2 separate regions of the Macaca mulatta genome follow, and region 1 is linked to region 2. Evidence: chromatin contacts called from public Hi-C data. All regions are on one chromosome and are shown on one strand. Each heading gives the region's core, a stretch centred on a gene start, on an enhancer-like site or on the middle of the called end of the contact. The rest is flanking DNA. Distances are from core to core; before and after follow the strand shown. Region 1 holds the start of TMEM161A (transmembrane protein 161A). Region 2 holds the start of SLC25A42 (solute carrier family 25 member 42).

Evidence for each region. A called contact is a pair of places that touch in the nucleus more often than the background predicts.
Region 1: a contact with region 2 is called in a Hi-C map of cortical neurons, with 3 times the contacts expected there. The contact joins the promoter of TMEM161A here to the promoter of SLC25A42 in region 2. A contact is called at or near these places in 3 of 14 Hi-C or Micro-C datasets (cortical neurons, fetal cortex germinal zone and liver).

The regions. Positions count from the first base shown.
Region 1 is chr19:19,713,089-19,717,003 of T2T-MMU8v2.0, forward strand. It overlaps TMEM161A (transmembrane protein 161A), which reads right to left and starts at 2,094. Exons shown (of 11, transcript XM_077978495.1): 1 at 2,062-2,094. The coding sequence starts at 2,064.
Region 2 is chr19:19,634,865-19,639,358 of T2T-MMU8v2.0, forward strand. It overlaps SLC25A42 (solute carrier family 25 member 42), which reads left to right and starts at 2,762. Exons shown (of 8, transcript NM_001194691.1): 1 at 2,762-2,875. LOC144336859 reads right to left here and starts at 3,653. Exons shown (of 2, transcript XM_077978489.1): 1 at 2,661-3,653; 2 at 2,028-2,129. The coding sequence starts at 2,896. The coding sequence ends at 2,048. It also overlaps a transcript of ARMC6 not described here.

The sequences.
Region 1 (3,915 bases), core at 844-3,343, 78 kb after region 2:
GCCTAGCATGGTAATTCGAAACGACCGCTGAGGCCAGGCACGGTGGCTCACGCCTGTAATCCCAGCACTTTGGGAGGCTGAGGCGGGCTGATCACTTGAGGTCAGGAGTTTGAGACCAACCTGGTCAACATGGTGAAACCTTGTCTCTACTAAAAATACAAAAATTAGCGGCATGGTGGCACATGCCTGTAATCCCAGCTACTCGGGAGGCTGAGGCAGGAGAATTGCTTGAACCCGGGAGGCAGAGGTTGCAGTGAGTCGAGATTGCGCCATTGCACTCCAGCCTGAGCAACAGAGTGGGACTCTGTCTCAAAACAAAATAATAATCATAAAAAAATAAAAATAAATAAAATAACAGACTAATAGGACATTTTCTCTGTGCCTATCACTTATAAACTGAGACCAGAAATCTTTTTTCAGTAATGAGGTTGGTGGCGCCATCTTTCTCATCTCTACATCCTCATTGCTCACCCTCCCCCGGACCCTAGTGCACACTGGCTGGTTGGCTGGCTGGCACTTAAGGACCATGAGTGCCAGCCCATGAGCCCCTGCAAGCCAGTGAGCCACCTGCCCTGCCACTCACCAGTCTGTTTTTCTTCTCTCTCTCGGACCTCTCTCCTGTGACCTGCCAGGGTTTTAACCACCCAATCCACCAACCCATCACAACCTTAGCACAGTAACACCTCCAGCCCAGACCTCTCTGCTGAGCTCAACCAGTAGGCTCCTCCAGGCTCTCCTGAGAGACCCCAACACTCACCCATCATCCCATACCCTGCCAGGTGGTTCAGGCCTTTACCAGTCTCACAGTCAGCCCCCAACTCGGTTCTGCACCCTGCAGGCATAGCTACAGACCCCCCCTCCACCTCCCCATGGCTCAGCTCTCTCCTCAGCCCTCACTGCGCCCAACCACTGGAGTCTCAGAGGTCTTCCTGGACCTTTGGGCTCTTCATCAATGACCCCACCACCTCCCAAAACCCCCTAAGGGAAAAGGTGGTGGAGGGGTGTATCTCTTCACCTAAGGCTTCTAGAGGTCTGTCCTGGGATGTTCTGATAGCCCTGCCCTCCAGCCAGCCTCCTATCTCAAGGTCAGGGCTCCGCAGACATCTCCAAGGATTTTCTTGAGTCTTCCATCAGCTCCTTCTTTTCCCTTTACTGGATTTACGATCCTTGAACCCAAGAACCCTGATAAAATCAATGCAACTTCCCTCCATCTCATTCCCGGGAGCCCGCGCCCTCATCTCCTACAGCGTCCTGCACCTGCGCCTGGGACAACGTCCCACTTTCAATAATCCCGGCCATCAGGGCCCTTCCTTCAGGGCCATCTCCAGCACCCCTCATCGGGGATGGTCCCAGGCAGGGACCCTCCAGTTCTCCAGTTCCACGTCCCTCTCTGCCCAGGCCAGTCGCGTCAGGGTTGTGGGAGTGCCCCATCTACCCGCACCAGCCTGATCCCCTGGGGCTGGGCTAAGTTTTAAGAACATACTCAGTGGGTTGAACCCAGAGCTGAGTGAGACGTGAAGGTTCCAACTGTCCTGTCTCCCACTCTGAGAACTTTGCCCGCCCTGAGGCCACCCAGACCTCCTGAGTCCACTGCCCACGGCTTCCCCTGCCCGTTGCACACACCCCGATATAGAAGGGACCCCTGATGGATCCCGTCGGCGCGGCCCCCACGCTCCTGCAGGACCCCTGTCCCCAGAGTGGACCCCAACAGGCCCCCACACCGCCTTAACAAGGTTCCAAATGTGCTGAGGTCCGCAGCCCCTCTGTGGGACCACGACCCCATAGCAGGACCCCAAACCCCTAAAAGGTCTCCAGAGAGCGGAATCCCCAGAACGCTTAAGGGCTTCTAGTCTCCCTGGGTACGACCCCCGTCGACTCCTTCGGAGGTCCTGCAGCGAGAGCAGGGCCCCCAGACAGGGACACACGGCCTTCAGCGTGCCCCCGAATCCCTCAGAGCCTCCAATCCCCAAGAAGAGACCACATTCCCTCAGTGTCTCCCTGGACCCCCTCGGCTGGACCCCGGCCCTGCAGAGCCCCCCACTTCGCAAGACGCTCGCTCACCATGGCGCTTGCGGGAGCGCGGTGCACGGACCCACCGGCCTGGGGCTCCGGGCCTTCCACGGGAACTCGACCAATTAGAGCCCGACTCTGATCTGACGAGCATCCCGTGCAACCAATCAGCGTGTTTTGAGCCGGCAAGTCACCAGGGACGAGGAGGCCGCTCGCGTTGCATGCCGGAAATTGTAGTTCAGACACGCTGGTTCTGAGCGATCAAAGTCAAGATTGTGTCTGGGAGGCCTGCGTGGCCCACCTCTCTGGAGGCTCAGTCTTCTCTTACCTAAACTTATTTCAAAGGTTTGCAGCGAAGTCATTTATTCCCACCTAAGGGACATTTCTGAGAGAACTCCCCCCCCCATCAAGAACATTCAATGGCTCCTACTTAGTAGACTAAGTACTTAGTATTCCTAAGTACCAAGTAGGCTAAGTACTCAGACTGAATCCAGACCCCTCTGCCTGACTTAAATCTGCTGCTAGCACTGTGGTGCACCTAATAGTACAGCTTGCACCCACCATGCTCTGTCATACCTCCAGGCTTTTGTAAATATCCTACATCTTGCAATGCCTTCAGGAATGCCTCAATCTTAAAATAAAAACAAAACAAAACCAAAAAAGAATGCCTCAATATTTTTCACCTGGCAAGTGCTTTATTCATCTCTATCAGCCAGGACTCTGGCTGTGCTCCACAAAATATCAACTAAAATAGGTTCAAGCAAAAAAAAGGAAAGTTTATGGCTCATGTGACAGAAAATACTAGCTGTAGGGTCAGCTTCAGGCATGGCTGGATCAAGGACCAAATGTCAGCTTCAGGGATCTGATGTTCTTTATTTCACCGCTAGAAGGAAAGGGCTTCTGGTGTTCGTGCCTGGGTTTTGCCGTTTGTCTTTCTGTGGATGAGTGTGTCTGCCTGAGTGTAGACATATATTGGGTATGACCAAGTGTCTGAGTATCTTTATGGGGGTGGGTTCCTGTGTGGGGGGCCCGTGTAACTACCTTTTCATTTGTACATTTTATTATTATTATTATTATTTTTTTCCTTGAGACGGAGTTTCCCTCTTGTTGCCCAGGCTGGAGTATAATGGTGCGATCTTGGCTCACCGCAACTTCCGCCTCCCTGGTTCAAGTGATTCTCCTGCCTCAGCCTCCCGAGTAGCTGGGATTACAGGCATGGGCCACCATGCCTCGCTAATTTTGTATTTTTAGTAGAGACGAGGTTCTCCGTGTTCATCAGGCTGGTCTCGAACTCCCGATTTCAGGTGATCCGCCCGCTTCGGCCTCCCAAAGTGCTGGGTTTACAGGCGTGAGCCCCCGGGCCTAGTTTACATTTTATTTTTTTAACTTTTGGCAAGTGCTGAATCTTAAGCGCACTATCGCACGCCACCTCGTGGTGGAGGGCAAAAGTGCAGTCTCCCTGGGATGGAGAAGCCGAACCAGTCTCACCAGTGGCCCTGGGGGCTCCCAGTCTTAGAAAGCAACCCATAATTTAATGGACCTCACACTGGGTGCTTAGTCTGTGGGCACTGATATCAGGGACTGGCCTGACTTCTTGTCACCATGAGGGTGAGATCCAAAGGCTGGGAAGGTTCTTTCTCTCTGGCCATGCCTCAGTTTCCTCCAGGGTACCTGCTGCTTTGACTCTTTCCCTCCTGCTCAGTCCCTGGTCCTGGTCCGGATGTGTGGGGTTGGGGTGCCAGTGAGTAGGCGGTTCTTCAGCCCATGTGGGAGGAAGGCCAGAGTCATTGTTGGGGAGGTCCTCAGAACACAAGGGTGGGTAACTGGGTGAAGGGTTTGCATCCTCTATGTGTAACACCGTGCATGTGGCAGTGGCGCTGCTGGAGGTGGCAGGGGCTGTATGCT
Region 2 (4,494 bases), core at 1,512-4,011:
CTCATGGGCATTTGAGGGACTGTGGTGCGATGAGACCACAGCTTGGCCTGCCTCCAGGCCCCTCATCTTTTTCCAAAGTTGTTAACCTGACCTTGGGCAAAAGGCCTTCTGGCCTCAGGTGATTAGGCCTGGACGCTGTGCCAGGGCCTGGCTCACAGCTGATTCCTGGGATCCCCAAGAAGTACAGGAGACTGGAGGGTGAAGAGGCAGTATCCTGTCCAGTGGCCAGCCAAAGCAGAAGAGCCGAGATCCTGGGCACCCTAGCTGGGCTCACATGAGTGCCTATGGTGGGGGTGTCCATTGCTATTGCCAGGGTGCTTTGACTGCAATTGCTGGAAGGTGGTAGGGAGGTTGGCTGGCGCCAGCCTGCTAAAGAACGAGCAGAAGCTAGAGAGGCAGCCCCAGGCTGGGCCAGAGCCTGACCTTTGCCTTAGTTGGCGCTGTCCCTGGAAGTACTGTGGGACCTTCCAGGAGCTTTGTTACCTACCCCTCCCAGGGCCTGGCAGGTGGGCACTGGGAGTGGGGCCTCCTCGGCATAGATATCTTGCTCTTGGTGTGGCAAGCCACGCCCATAGTTAGTCTATGTCTCCATGAAGCGCTATTTACAGAGAGGGAAACAGGCCCAGAGAAGAACAATATATCATCATCACCAGACTTCTATGAGTGCTTACCGTGGACTAAGCCATTGTAAGCATTTCGCTTCCATTTCATCAATGCTCACATCAGCCCTAGGAGATAGCTGGGAAACTGAAGTGGGGAGCTTGTGTTATTTGCTGAAGGTTCTGTGGCTCTTACTGGCCATTGCTTATGTTAAAAAGAGCAGGGGTTCAAACCCAGCCCTGGGTCCTTCCACCAAGGAATATTCTCCACCATAGGCTCAGTTTTCTCATCTGCAAAGTGGGCACTGTTACGTCCACCTGGAAGTGAGGTGGGGAGATGGTATTGGAGAAAGCCCAGCAGGGACCTGGCACCCAGTTGATGTTTAACTGACCTCAGCTTCCTCCTCTTCTCTGGAGGGCACAATGGAGGCCAGGTCCTGGAAGTTGCCGGGGGTAGTAAACCATAGGTGGCAGGTATGGGAGGGGAGGTCCATGTAGGCATATCGTGAGAATATCAGGAGTTTGATGATGGCCTTGGGCTAGTGATTTCCAGTCACATCCTCCCCATTTGAAACTTGTGTATCACGCACTTAGCAGGGGCTTGCACAGCCCTGAAACATGAGCCCTTTCTAAGGTTGGTTTCAGCCTTGCTCCCTCCCAGGATTCCCTGGTTCTGAACTTGATCTCCACCAACCCTGGCCAGCACCTAGAGGAAACAAGAGCTGGTATCTGGAAACATTTGTAGGCTTCTTCGTCTTGAAAATGAAGGGTGAGTCAGAGAACAGAGTGGCCTCGGGGCAGGTGCCGATGACACAGCCATGCCTGAGATGGCAGGTGTCTCCCTAAACGGCTGGCATTTTTCTGCAAAGCAACGCCATTAACCGCACTTCACAGAGGAGCTGAGGCTCACAGGCCGCACATGACCTGCTGAGGGTCAAATGCTTTCATCAGATAATTAAAATGAGAGCTGGGTTATAAATTTTCCCAGGGAAGCAACCCCAGAGAGGAAAGATCAAGGCATAGGAATCATTATCCCCCTTCTTTTCCAAATGAAACAGCTGAGGCTCACAAGGCCTTTGCCCAAGGTTGTGTGGTGGGCCAGTGATTCGACAAGGATTCAAACCTAGGTCTCTTGAGGCCCCCAGTGGCTCTTCTCTGACACTCCCTTTCCAAAAAGCAGGCTGCTGTAGATTCATTGTCTGGTTTAGCAACCAACGTGCTGTGTAACCTTGGGCATGGAGCTTGACCTCTCTGTGCTCTGGTTTCTGTAAAAGGGGTCAGTGGTCGCTTTGACCTCGTGGGACTGTGGTTAAGATTCAGTTAATTCATAAAAGGCTTAGCAGGGAGGAGGCCCAACAGGGATGTCACCGGATACCATGGCAGGTAACCTGGGACACAGGTCAGACACACAGAAAACCACACAGCACGTTTCAGTAGGATTCTGCTCCTTATTTCCATGTCTTCACACCACCTCGAGATGCAGAGGGCAGCTCAGAGTGACCTCCAGCGAATCTGCCCTCTCTGTGTCGTCTGCAGGGGATTAGTGGGGAGTAAGGGGATGGAGAATTATCCAGGAGTCCTTCAGCCTTGATGGTCCAAGTTCACAGCCGCTTCTGCGCTGGGTGGCCAGAGGGCGGGCTCTACACGAGAGTCTCAGGGGACCCTGCACCAGGCGTCGGGTTGCCACGCTCTGGGTGAGACTGCACCTTGAACGCTCCAGCCTTCCCTGGGGGCGTACCGCCCACGGCCGCTGCGACTGGCCGCGGGACCTGCCAGTCTGCGGCTTTGCAGCCAATCCCCGTCTCCCCCCAGGCTACGCCCTCTGTTCCTCTCGCCTCTGTGCCACCGGTCGCGCCAGTTTCCTCGTAGCCCCGCCCTTGGTCCCCGGCGATTGGCCGACAGTTCTGCCTGTTTTCTGCCAAGATTCCTCGCCTGCCTCCAGGCCCTCGCCTCCCAGCGCCTAGCACCCTGCGGGACCACCGAGGCACCCCAGGCCTCTCCCAATAGCCCCACCTCTGCCCGTCAGCGATTGGCTTCGGGGGCTGCCCATACGCTTCATACCCGCCAATCACTGACGTTTCCAGCGCTGACTGGCCAGGGAGCAGCCAATCGGGGCGTGGCGTGGACCCCTCCCGTGGCGCGCTCTGGGGGTGCGCGAGGCGGGGCCGTGGCGGCTGGAGGTGGCGGCGGCGGCGACGCGTCCGGGCCGGTGAGGGGGCGCGGGGGCGCCGGGGGGCGCAAGCGTCAGCGGCCCGCGCTTGTCGGGCTGAACTGAGGTAAGGCACGGGTCCTGTCATGGATCCCGGGGCGAGGGGCGGACGAGGCGGGGCGTGACAGCAGCGTCGCGAGGGCAAGAAGAGGTTAAAGACCCCCCCCAACCCCACACTCCACGTCTACTGCCCTCTGGGGGCTACTGCATCCAGGTCTGAGCCCCTCACCCGCAGCCCACGCACGCCTGACACCATGTCCCTTTTCGTTGACATCCCCCATACACCTGAAACTGTCCTTGCTGACATCTCCCATACCCCTGGGGCCTTGTCCCCGGCGCCCCGCACAGCTGGGTCTGACATCCCCCTCACACACCTGACACCGCGCCCCCACTCACGAACACCCACCCCCACTCACGAATACCCCTCATATCACCTGAGACTGTCCCTGTCGATGACACCCCCACATCCACACCTGAGCCTGTGACTTCTAACCCACGGTCCCGCAACTCACACCTGGACCTGGTCCCGTCCCCTACTGCCTTTCCTCATATCCAGGTATCTGCTCGCTACCCTTGTACCCACTCCCCCAGCAACCTGGGTCCCTCTTCTCAGGGACTTTACCCCCGGCAACTGCCCTCTGGTCCTGGCAGCCCCACACCTCTGTCTCTCCCCTTTCTCCTCCCTCCTACCCTCTCCCATCTTGGGCTTTCTTCCACGTGCACCTGTGTTCGCACACCCTCTGTAATAATCCCCCCGAATCCCCCAGGTCCTCCAATAGTCCCCCAAGCCTTGGTATCTCAGTATCGCTGCACCCTCCCCTCCCCAAACAAAAGCTTACCCCAGTGTTCATTTCTAACAGTGCTTGACAGTCTATAAAGTGATTTCCGGACCTTAGAATAATCCCATCGGTCAGACGAAACCGGAATCATCTCCATTTTACCAGCCACAGACCTAAACCACTTGAATGCTAGAGGCAGAGACTGTTGCATCCTGGGCATCGCTGACCCTCTGCTGTGGGGACCCACCGCGTTTGCGCCCATCTGTTATGTTTATCTCAGAGGGATTGGCAGGAGTCGTGACTTTGACTCGGTCCGGAAAGGCTTAGCTGGAAGGGACAGCCCCTCTGCCAAGCATGTGTCTCGGAGTCCTGGGGCGGGCTGGCGGTGGAGACGCTACCGGAGGAGGGGGGGTCATCATCTTGGGTACCTCCTGCAGGATGCCGGAGAGGGAGTTGCCGGGGCCGGGGCTCCCAGCCCTTGCAGACCGAGGACCCCTCTCAGACACTCCTTGGGCCCTTGAAGCCGATAAACAGAGTAAGGAAACACTCTTTAGAGTGAGTCAAACTACTGTTTCAGCTGTTTAAAGCTAACCTGCAAAACGAGCCTGGGAGCCTGGCATGGTGCTAGGAATGATTCTTCTGGAACTTTTTAGTTCTCTTGAGTCTGATTTGCAAGCATGCAGCATAGAAGGAGGACAGTGGCTTTGTTGTTGAAAAGCAATAACGTGCCATTTCCTGTAAGGCTTGCGGAGCATTTCTTATCCCCTCCCACCTCTCCCTGCAAAGACGGTGCCAGAATGTTCCAGAGGGTCATGTCACCTTCAGCTTCTCCTGTGGAAACTGAAGCCATTTGGGCTTTCTGTCCAACTTCAATAGGGGTCATTTAAAACATATATGGATGTGTGTG